2 separate regions of the Anser cygnoides genome follow, and region 2 is linked to region 1. A link is a contact called in public Hi-C data. All regions are on one chromosome and are shown on one strand. The core of a region is the stretch at or near the end of the contact, and the rest is flanking DNA. Distances in the headings are between cores, read along the strand shown.

Region 1 (4,626 bases), core at 1,800-4,299:
TATTAATGATATAAGGTTATTTGTTAATGTTAAAGTTATGCAACCCTAGAAAAAATGTTTATTTACATATTTATTTGTTAACAGGAACTAATTGCCACTGACGTGATGAGGAATAATATATGATAATGTTTCTCTGACTGTACTCGAACTGCAGTCTGTGAAAGCAAAAGACCTGGTGGTTGCCCACAGCACACATACAACATAAGCCAAAGGTATAAAGAGCTTCGACAACACTGCAGTTATTTTTGCATACTTGGCACCTTGGCACAGTGTTTTTTGTTGTTGTTGGTTTATTTGTTTGTTTTTTTTTTTTAACGTACCAGGATGAAAATAGGAATCAGTAGGAGGGTTAAACACTGCCTTCTGCTAATTCACATGCTGTTAATATTTTCTTCCAATAGCCAAGATCCCTACAGCTTGCACGATGTGTTTTTTGCCATAAAGCCACCGTACCTGTATCTTTTGTTATCCACTGGCACAATATCCATAGCAATGTAATACTGCTGATGTGGGTCTAAACCTGAGATCTTCACCCTCATTGCGGGAAACATCCGCCTGAACATGGAAAGAGAGAGGTCATTTTTAATACGAAACAGACTTGGGAATGGTTGTTTAGGAAAAGTAACCAGTTCGTGGGATTTTTCTCGTTCTTCCTTTTAGCCTACAGAGTCCTTTTTGACGATTACAGTTACATAGCCATGAAATGGTCCATTCGATATGTCAAAACAGATTTTTAAAGTGCATTTACTTGAACAATGCTTCGTATGTTTTGGGATACGCTTTGGGAGTGCAACTATTACCACATCATTTCAGCTTTCTTGTTAGACAGTGAATCATTTTGTTTTGAGACTCTACTTCAGCAGTACGCGTGTTTAGAGTCCGTTAGAAATATTAACTAGAAATTTATTTCTGGAGATGTGCAAAAACCATTTCCGTCCAGGAACAGCAACGCTTACAGAAATGTAAATTGCCAGTTGCTTTAACTGACAGTGGCAAATGGTGTATCATTTGTATATCAGCAAATTACAAAGTTGAATCCATGGTGATACAATTATAACACTGCAAGGATGCAGTTATAAAAACCAATGTGCCATGCTATAACCAAACAATATGGTCTTTATTGAGACGGACTTCCTGTCTGCAACTTACTAAAGGTGAAGTGCAAGAGTTACTCTGTCTTTGAAAGGTATAGTAAAACTTCTTTATTGAAAGCAGAAACGAACGTACAGGGTAATTTCTAAAAAATACATTCACAATTTAGATCCTTCTATGGAGAAAATTGATTAATTAACTGATGCAGCGGTTTTTACATAAAAAAATGCATTTATTTCACCGTATGCTTGGCATGGCTTTTAATCAAGAAAGTTCATTCTCGATGCCAAAAAAAGAAACGTCGCAACGTCGAGCTGACTGCGAGCTAATGAAAGGTACTTTTCTGTGCTTTATAAACCTGAAAGCCGTTCCACTTTATCCAGTATTTGCTGCTCTTCAAAAAAAAAAAAAATCAATTAAAAGTCGTTACTGGAAAGAAAAATCCTATCTCTCTTTATTTCTGGAAAAAAAGAAAAAAAAAAGAAAAAAAACAACACAGGAGGGTAAACCTGACTGTGGTTAACCAGTTTGCACTGTTATTTCAGTGCACCTGTAAGATAAAAAAGAAAATCCCTGACTGGACCCTGCTAAGACAAATGTTGCTTTGTGCTGTTTAAGACTGCGTTTCAATCATTAATAAAACCTCTCTGAAAACGCAGAAGGTAGCATATGGATTCAATAAAATATGTTTTTGTAATTTCTAATAAGTTCAGATACTTTTATACTATCCAGGTTTTTACCATCTGTATCCACTGGCAAAGGGGGAAAAGTTTCCCCTCAGAAGGACGCGGCGCTCGCAGGCTTCACCCTAACGAACAGGAAACCCCACGCGGCCACATGCCCATCTGAAACTCTCGCCATCTCCCCGGCGTGTAAATATTTCTCTCTCCTTTTTTTTTTTTTTTTTTTTTGACATTTTCTCGCCCGTTTTCACGCGGCGGCCGGTGCCCGCCGCCTCCAGCGGCCGTCGCGGTGCTGGGGGAGGCCGCGGGGTGCCGGGCCGGCCCCGCAGCGCCCCGGGGTGCCCGTTACCTTCCGGCCTTGGTGATGATCATCTCGGTGCCGATCTCGTGGAAGCGCTTCCAGAGCTCGGCGCCCTGCAGGTCCACCCGCGGCGCCTGCGGGGCGGGCAGCGGCGAGCCGGGCCTCGAGCCCTTCGGGGAACCGCCGGGCGAGGCGGCCGGGGACCCCGCCGGGAAGCCGTCCTCGCCTCCGCTGCCTGCGGAGAGATCAGAGACGGGGAGGAAGCCCCATGGGCCGGGGGAACGAGCGGCGGGGCCCGCCCGGCACCGACACCGGGCCTGGGCCGCGGCCTTCCGCGCCGGGCCGCGTACCCACGGCGGGGCTGCGGCGGGCGGGCGCGTCCCGGGGCGCGGATCCTCCGCACGGAGCCGCGGGCACCGGCACGAGTTCGTGGCGAACGGCCCCCACGGCGGCGGCTCCACCGCCTGGCGGCACCCGACGGCCTCCCGCGGGGATCGGGGCCGGGGCCGGGGGTCGGGCCGGGGGTCGGGGCCGGGGGTGGTCACTCACCGGCGGGCCCGCGGGCGGCGCAGCCCAGCTCCATGTCGCCGCAGGTCCTGCCGCCGGCGGCGGGGGAGCTCTTGGCGCAGCAGCCGCTGCCCCCTTCGTCGTCCGCCGCCTCGTCCTCGCCGCCCAGCTTCCGCCGCTTGGGCTGCCGCTGCTGCTGCTGCTGCTGCTGCTGCTGCTGCTGCTTCTCGGCGCCGATGAGAGCCTCCACGGAGAAGGCGTGAGCCTTCAGGCTCATGGTGGTGCCGGGCGAGGACCGCCGCTTGTCGGCCATGCCCCCCCCCCTACAGCCCCAGCATCCAGGCCCGCCGGCACCGGCACCGGCACCCGCGCCCGGCCGCCCTCCCGTCCTCCCGACCGCGCAGGCAAGGGGCTGGGGCTTTTCCTCGCCTTTCTTTTTAAATCCAAGTTATCAGCCAAGTTTTTTTTTTTTTTCCTTTTTTTTTTTTTTTAAGAGGGGGGAAGAAAAAAAAAATCTATTCCTTTTTGCAGATGCGCTCTTTTTCTCCCCCTCCTCCTCCTCCTTCTCCTCCTCCTCCTCCTCCTCCTCCACGTTCTGCCCCGTCTGATGGGCCGAACGGGACTGACATGGGTAACAAACGCTCTGCGGACACAAATTAGGGCTTGTAATTGAAATTTGTTGCCTTGATCTGTCAGCACTTCCAGGCAGGAGACCGGTGGGAAGAACTCGCTCATTAGTGTCACTGCGGCGGCGGGGGCCGGGCGGAGCCGCGGGGCGGGGGCTCCGCCGGCCCGGCCGCCCGCAGCCCAATCAGCGCCGCCCGACCGGGGGGGCCCCCGCAGCCCCGACACGACCGGGGGGACCCCACCGCCCCGTCCCGGACGGGGGGGGGGCACCGCCGGCCCGACCGAAATAGCCCCGCTACCCCCCCGTCCCGGCTGATGCAGCCCGTTGGAGGTTCATGAGCCCCCCCCGACTCCCCGAAACGGCGAGGGAAAAGTGTGTGTGTGTGGGGGGGGGGGGATCTCCCAGGGCGCTGCCCGCGGGATTTCGTTTTGCCCGGGGGCTACAATGGGGGAAAACGACGCTGTGCCCGCTGGTGCTGTTAAGGGTCGGTCATTATCAGCGGTATTCGGCTGCCGGGGATGCATCGCCCGGCTGCGACGGCCGCAGCCCCCTCCCCCCCCACCCCCCGAACCCCGACCCGCTGGAGCTGCGCTAAAAAGGGAATCAAAGCGAGCCTTGTACAACATGGGGGCATCCAGCCGAGGCAGCTTCACTAATAATCGTATTCAGGTGCATAGAATAGTCGCCGGGAAAATCCTTTCGAATCTTTCCAGCGAGCAAAACTTATTAAAAGGTGCAGATTTGGAGCCAGATACTCTTTGCTTTGCGTTCTCAGGGAAGGGAAAAAGCTATCGAGATTTTTGGTGTTTATTTATTTATTTATTTATTTATTTATTTATTTTCGTTTCTCTGCTGGAGATCTGCATTTTGGGGGCTTTTATTTGTTTGCTTGTTTGTTTGCGCAGGGCCGAATGGGGTGGCACGCTCCGGTGAAGGAGCAGAAATCCTCGTGTAAAAAATCCCGGGGCAAATCTCACGGTTTCGTGGGATGGGATCTGGGCTTCTCTTCCCTGCATCGGGCAGCAGAGAGAGGAATTCCTAGCTTTGCTCGCCTGTGGTACCATCTCGGAGGTCCTGTCCGGACCTTCGAGTGGCTCTGCTGAGAGAACTGGAAGATTTCTGATTGTAGCCCGATAAGGAAATAGCTGCCACTTGGAAGACGTAACCGCTTTCACTCGAGTATTTTACCTATCCCCGAAATGCAAATTTCTCCCTAATTTCAATAGTGAGTGGGCTGCTTCGTCAGAGAGGCCAAGGAAGGGCTGACTAATAAATATACCCCAGAGATAAATTATCCCCTCGAATGAGGTTATCAGCACTTAAATTGTAGGAGCACTTTCGAGACGTGAAAATATAGGTATGTGACAGATAGATAATTGATTAAAGCAGAAAAAACAACAACACACACCACGAAA
Region 2 (4,096 bases), core at 809-3,308, 160 kb before region 1:
TATTAAAATTTTATTCTGGATTGAAAGGAGACTAGAAAGTTCTTGGGTCTGGTCTCATGTCTCCATTCCCTCGTTTGTTATTTTACTTAGCTTTGAAAATACAATATTGAAACTGAGGTACAGCAGGGTTGCTATCTCTTTACTTATTTATTTTTAACTTTCATTAGCTCCTTCTCAGTGCTGTGATGTTTAATGGCAAACAGTTCAGGCCAGCTTGTAACGCAGATTAGGGGAAAAGAACAAAATAAGAATGACAGCTTTTTAATGTTTAGAAACACCTCAAATCAAACATGCTCTTTCTGGTATTTTTTCCATCAAAGCTGCCCGTGGTTTTTAACAAGTGACAAGCTCAGTGCTGGGAACAGCTGAAAAGTCTGGAGACATACATGCCTTGGTGTAGTCCCTGGTGCTACGCATTGCAACAGCTCCTTGAACGTCAGGTCAGAGCTGGCTTTTAAAGCTCCCTCATACGTATTTATACATACGACGTCCTGTTAAAATGCAGAATGAGATTTCACAGTCTATGGGAAAAATATGTGTTGGGAATCCTACTGAAATGACTGCTTATAGGTACAGGCACATGAGCTAGAGAGGCAGTTTATAAAAATCTACATCACTTTCCGTAGTAACTTTATTTTGCAATGTGCTTGAGGAAAGAAAAGGAATAAAAGAGAGCGGAAATAGCCTTTCCAATTTGGACATTTCTATCTGATGTTTTATTGCTTTTGAAACTAATATTACCAATAAAAATATTGCTTTAAAACAATTATGTTGCAGTGGTGAAAGGTCTAGCATGAGATATTTTAAACGGTGAATACACTGAATGATTTACTCACTCTTTTCCTCAAAAACATATTATTTGTCCTTAAAACACAAGATGCAATCTCACTCATTCATTTTTAAAGAAAACAACCTTGCTATGTAAAGAGGATTTACTCCACAGTTACTGGTACAAATGAGCTGAAAAACAGTTTTTTAGACTTAGCAGAGATCAGGTATAACTTTAAGTCAAATACTGTTTTCCCTGTTATTGCTATAAAAAGCACGGTTCACGTTCTTGTATTTAAATAAATTGCTTGACGCAATGATAGTTCAATAAAAAATAAAAATTTAAAAAAATATATATAAAACAAACACCAAAAAAATGTTCCCCTGCTAGGGTTGGTCTTTGACTTGCCTGGAGCCAGAAGGAGATTTTCCTGCATTTCCACCCACAGAGCCGGGACAGGAGCTGCCGACGGAGGCACTGGGAGCTTGGGAAAACCAGACCATGGCATGAACTTGCTTTAAGATTACGTTTAAAATTAAGCCAAGCACCACAAGGCCATTGAATTTCATGAATCTTTTCAAACATCTCAAGTGTTTTAGAGAATGCATTAGGGGGGTGTTTACAGATTGGGGTTCAGCCATTCCATATCCCTAAAAATTCTCCCAGCACTTGGAACTAAGGGGGAAAAAGATCTTCACTTAATGTTTAAAGAGGTTTAAAGTTGTTTTTAATATTTTTAAAAAATATTTTTAAAAGATACAACAACTAGTGAGCTTTTTGTCACACCAATATTTATGTAGAAAATCTACATTAAAAAATGAGAAGTTAGCATCTTGAAGAGGTCTTCTTTTTGCCTGCACAGTATCAATATTTACAAAGGAAAAAATCATGATAATATGAAGATTACCCTTTATTTTCTAGGATGTTCATACAGTTCAAACATCATCTGGGACTTAGAGCAACAGATGAAAATCACAACACCAGGGCAGGGCAACCAAATGACTCTGCAAAATCATTGTATTAAGTAGTTTTTACCTTGGTTATTTTTACTAGCTTGATGTAAAAAAAATCTTACTACACACACACACAGAAACAAAGAAATGACATAAAAAATTTTGTGAAAGATGAACTTATAGCTAATAAATCCAATGCAATATCTCAGGTATTTCTTCTCAAGTTAGGTTTAAAAAGATGCTACTTTTCAGTAAAATACCTGGGAACATCACAATGCCAGAGAAACTGCAGATAAACCAGAAACTCGCATTCATTCACTGGTCTCACCATGTGGTGGCAGCCTAAGGCATGTGTTCACCAGGCATTTCCATCTTTGTAACTGCAGACCGAAATAAATATTCTGCTCCTTCAAATGTCGCTCTACTGGCGCTTTCCCATTGCAGACAGCAAGGGACTTGCTTGTAAAACTACTCAGCAGTATACCCGGTCTCCATAAATGCTGACAACTCTCTTTAAAAGAAAGGTGAGACAAAAAGTGAGAGGCAAAAACAACATAGGCACAGCATCCAAAAGCTGAAACGAATCTACTTATATAATTTTTGAAACACCATCGAAACAGTGCCTTCATTCTCTGTTGCGGTTTTGTTGAACATTGACCAAAATCTTTGTATAAATTGCATAAACCATTCCCCTTCTCTCTCCCCACCACACCCTCCCTTTTCATTTTTCTATTTCCATGTGTTTTGCTACTTTTTTCCCCCTCCAGAATATTCCAGCTCAGACGCAAGCTACTAGCAGGCTCGCAGCCTTTCGTGTGGAGAAGGCCTGCTTTATGCACTATGTCCTATTCCTGTGTAGTTTTGTGACTGCTTTCTGTGATAATTTTTTTATTGCTCTGTTAATTTCAGTTTTAGATTCCTTGTGAAAACAGTTCAAGGAATGTAACAAAATAAATAAATAAATAAAATGTTCCTTCAGTTTTTAAACATCATGACGAATGAGTACCATCTTGCATTAGATCTCAGAGAGAGAAACTATTTATAATTGAATCTGCTCATTTAAGGACTTCAGCACATGGCATGCCTGCAATATCTTTTTCTTCAGATACACACTTTCCCCCTTTCTGATTCTTTAGCCTTCATTGGGCAAACTCACTGCCCCTGTTCATCTTTCTGTCTGTGTAACTTCTATATAACAGTCCCCATCTTAACTTCATGCTCTCAGATAACTTCTCCCTTCATCTAGCATTGTGATAATCTTAGTCTGTTAGGATTTATGCTAAACATTCCTTAACTAAATCATATGCACATATAATTCATATAACTCTTTGAATTCCATTTCTGTATTCTACTAATAGATCCTACTTTGATTCCTTGAATCCTCATCAGTGCTCACTGGGGCAAAGGAACAAAGGCAGTTACAACTCTCAATGTATGATCAGTTACTGGCCTGCTTACTTCACCTCCTTCTTTTTACCCATTAACAAAAAGGTTAAATAACCCTAATTTGCTCAGAACTACACTGAGCACTTCTTCTCTCTGCTCTAACTCGGTACAAGCTGATTTAAACCATCCTCTGATTTTTTTTTTGCTCATGGCGCATCACTCAGTTTCCATTCCACGTGACAATAATCATATCCAAACGAAAAAGAATTAAATAAACGTGACGTTTTGTGACATGCTGTATCAGATGCTTTCCTAAATTAAAGGAAACCACCCACAGCTTGGGAACCCCTGCTAGGCACATCACCCCCTTCTTCATTTGAAGCCAGGAAGATGGACTTGGATCCGTGGTGGAAATGTCACGATTCCCAGCCTGTCCTTGGTTCCAGGGTGAGCATGTCATGTGTTGCCCCACACCTTCATTTGTAGGCAGCTAAGGCAACCCTTTGATGAGTGAATGTGTGTCTGGCTCCACTGTCTGCCTCAGTTGTGGAGGATCGGTGTTGGTACCTGCCCTTGGCCTGGTGTATGCCCATGCTCCTCCATGGTGTGCTGGAGCTGGTAGCAGTTGCCACCACCTCAGGTTCCCTCAATGAATGAAAAAGACAAAAAAAGGGTCACCGCTGAGGTGTTCAAAGTGGGGGAACGAGCTCTTTCTGGTTACAAAGGGGCCAGGGAGGGAAAGAAGCCCCGGTCCCCACTTTGGTGACGCCAGGGTGCCCGCCGAAGGGAGCTCCATGCTGTGCTCTGCCTCTCATGCGTGCAGCTCAGCCGGCTCTGTACTTCCAGTAATTCAATCAGGACAGTCACGTCGTAGCCATGTGGAGTCAGTTACCGAGTCACAGTGAATTACTGAGGAAAGGATTTCATAATTAAAAAGGACAATAAAACGAAGAGCTTTCCACAACAGTGGAGTCCAGAATTATAATGA

What was found. Hi-C and Micro-C count contacts between places; a contact is called where the count stands out from the background.
Region 2: a contact with region 1 is called in a Hi-C map of liver, with 1.6 times the contacts expected there. The contact joins the enhancer-like site here to the promoter of TBX18 in region 1. A contact is called at or near these places in 2 of 7 Hi-C or Micro-C datasets (granulosa cells and liver).

Annotation. Positions count from the first base shown.
Region 1 is chr3:84,800,415-84,805,040 of Taihu_goose_T2T_genome, reverse strand. It overlaps TBX18 (T-box transcription factor 18), which reads right to left and starts at 3,049. Exons shown (of 8, transcript XM_048079876.2): 1 at 2,626-3,049; 2 at 2,125-2,311; 3 at 454-555. The coding sequence starts at 2,896.
Region 2 is chr3:84,963,908-84,968,003 of Taihu_goose_T2T_genome, reverse strand. No RefSeq gene overlaps it. Among named protein-coding and RNA genes, the nearest start is that of CEP162, 71 kb to the left of the region's middle. Within about 2 kb of position 2,058, at least 1 of the 3 cell types and tissues checked has open chromatin away from gene starts, as enhancers often do.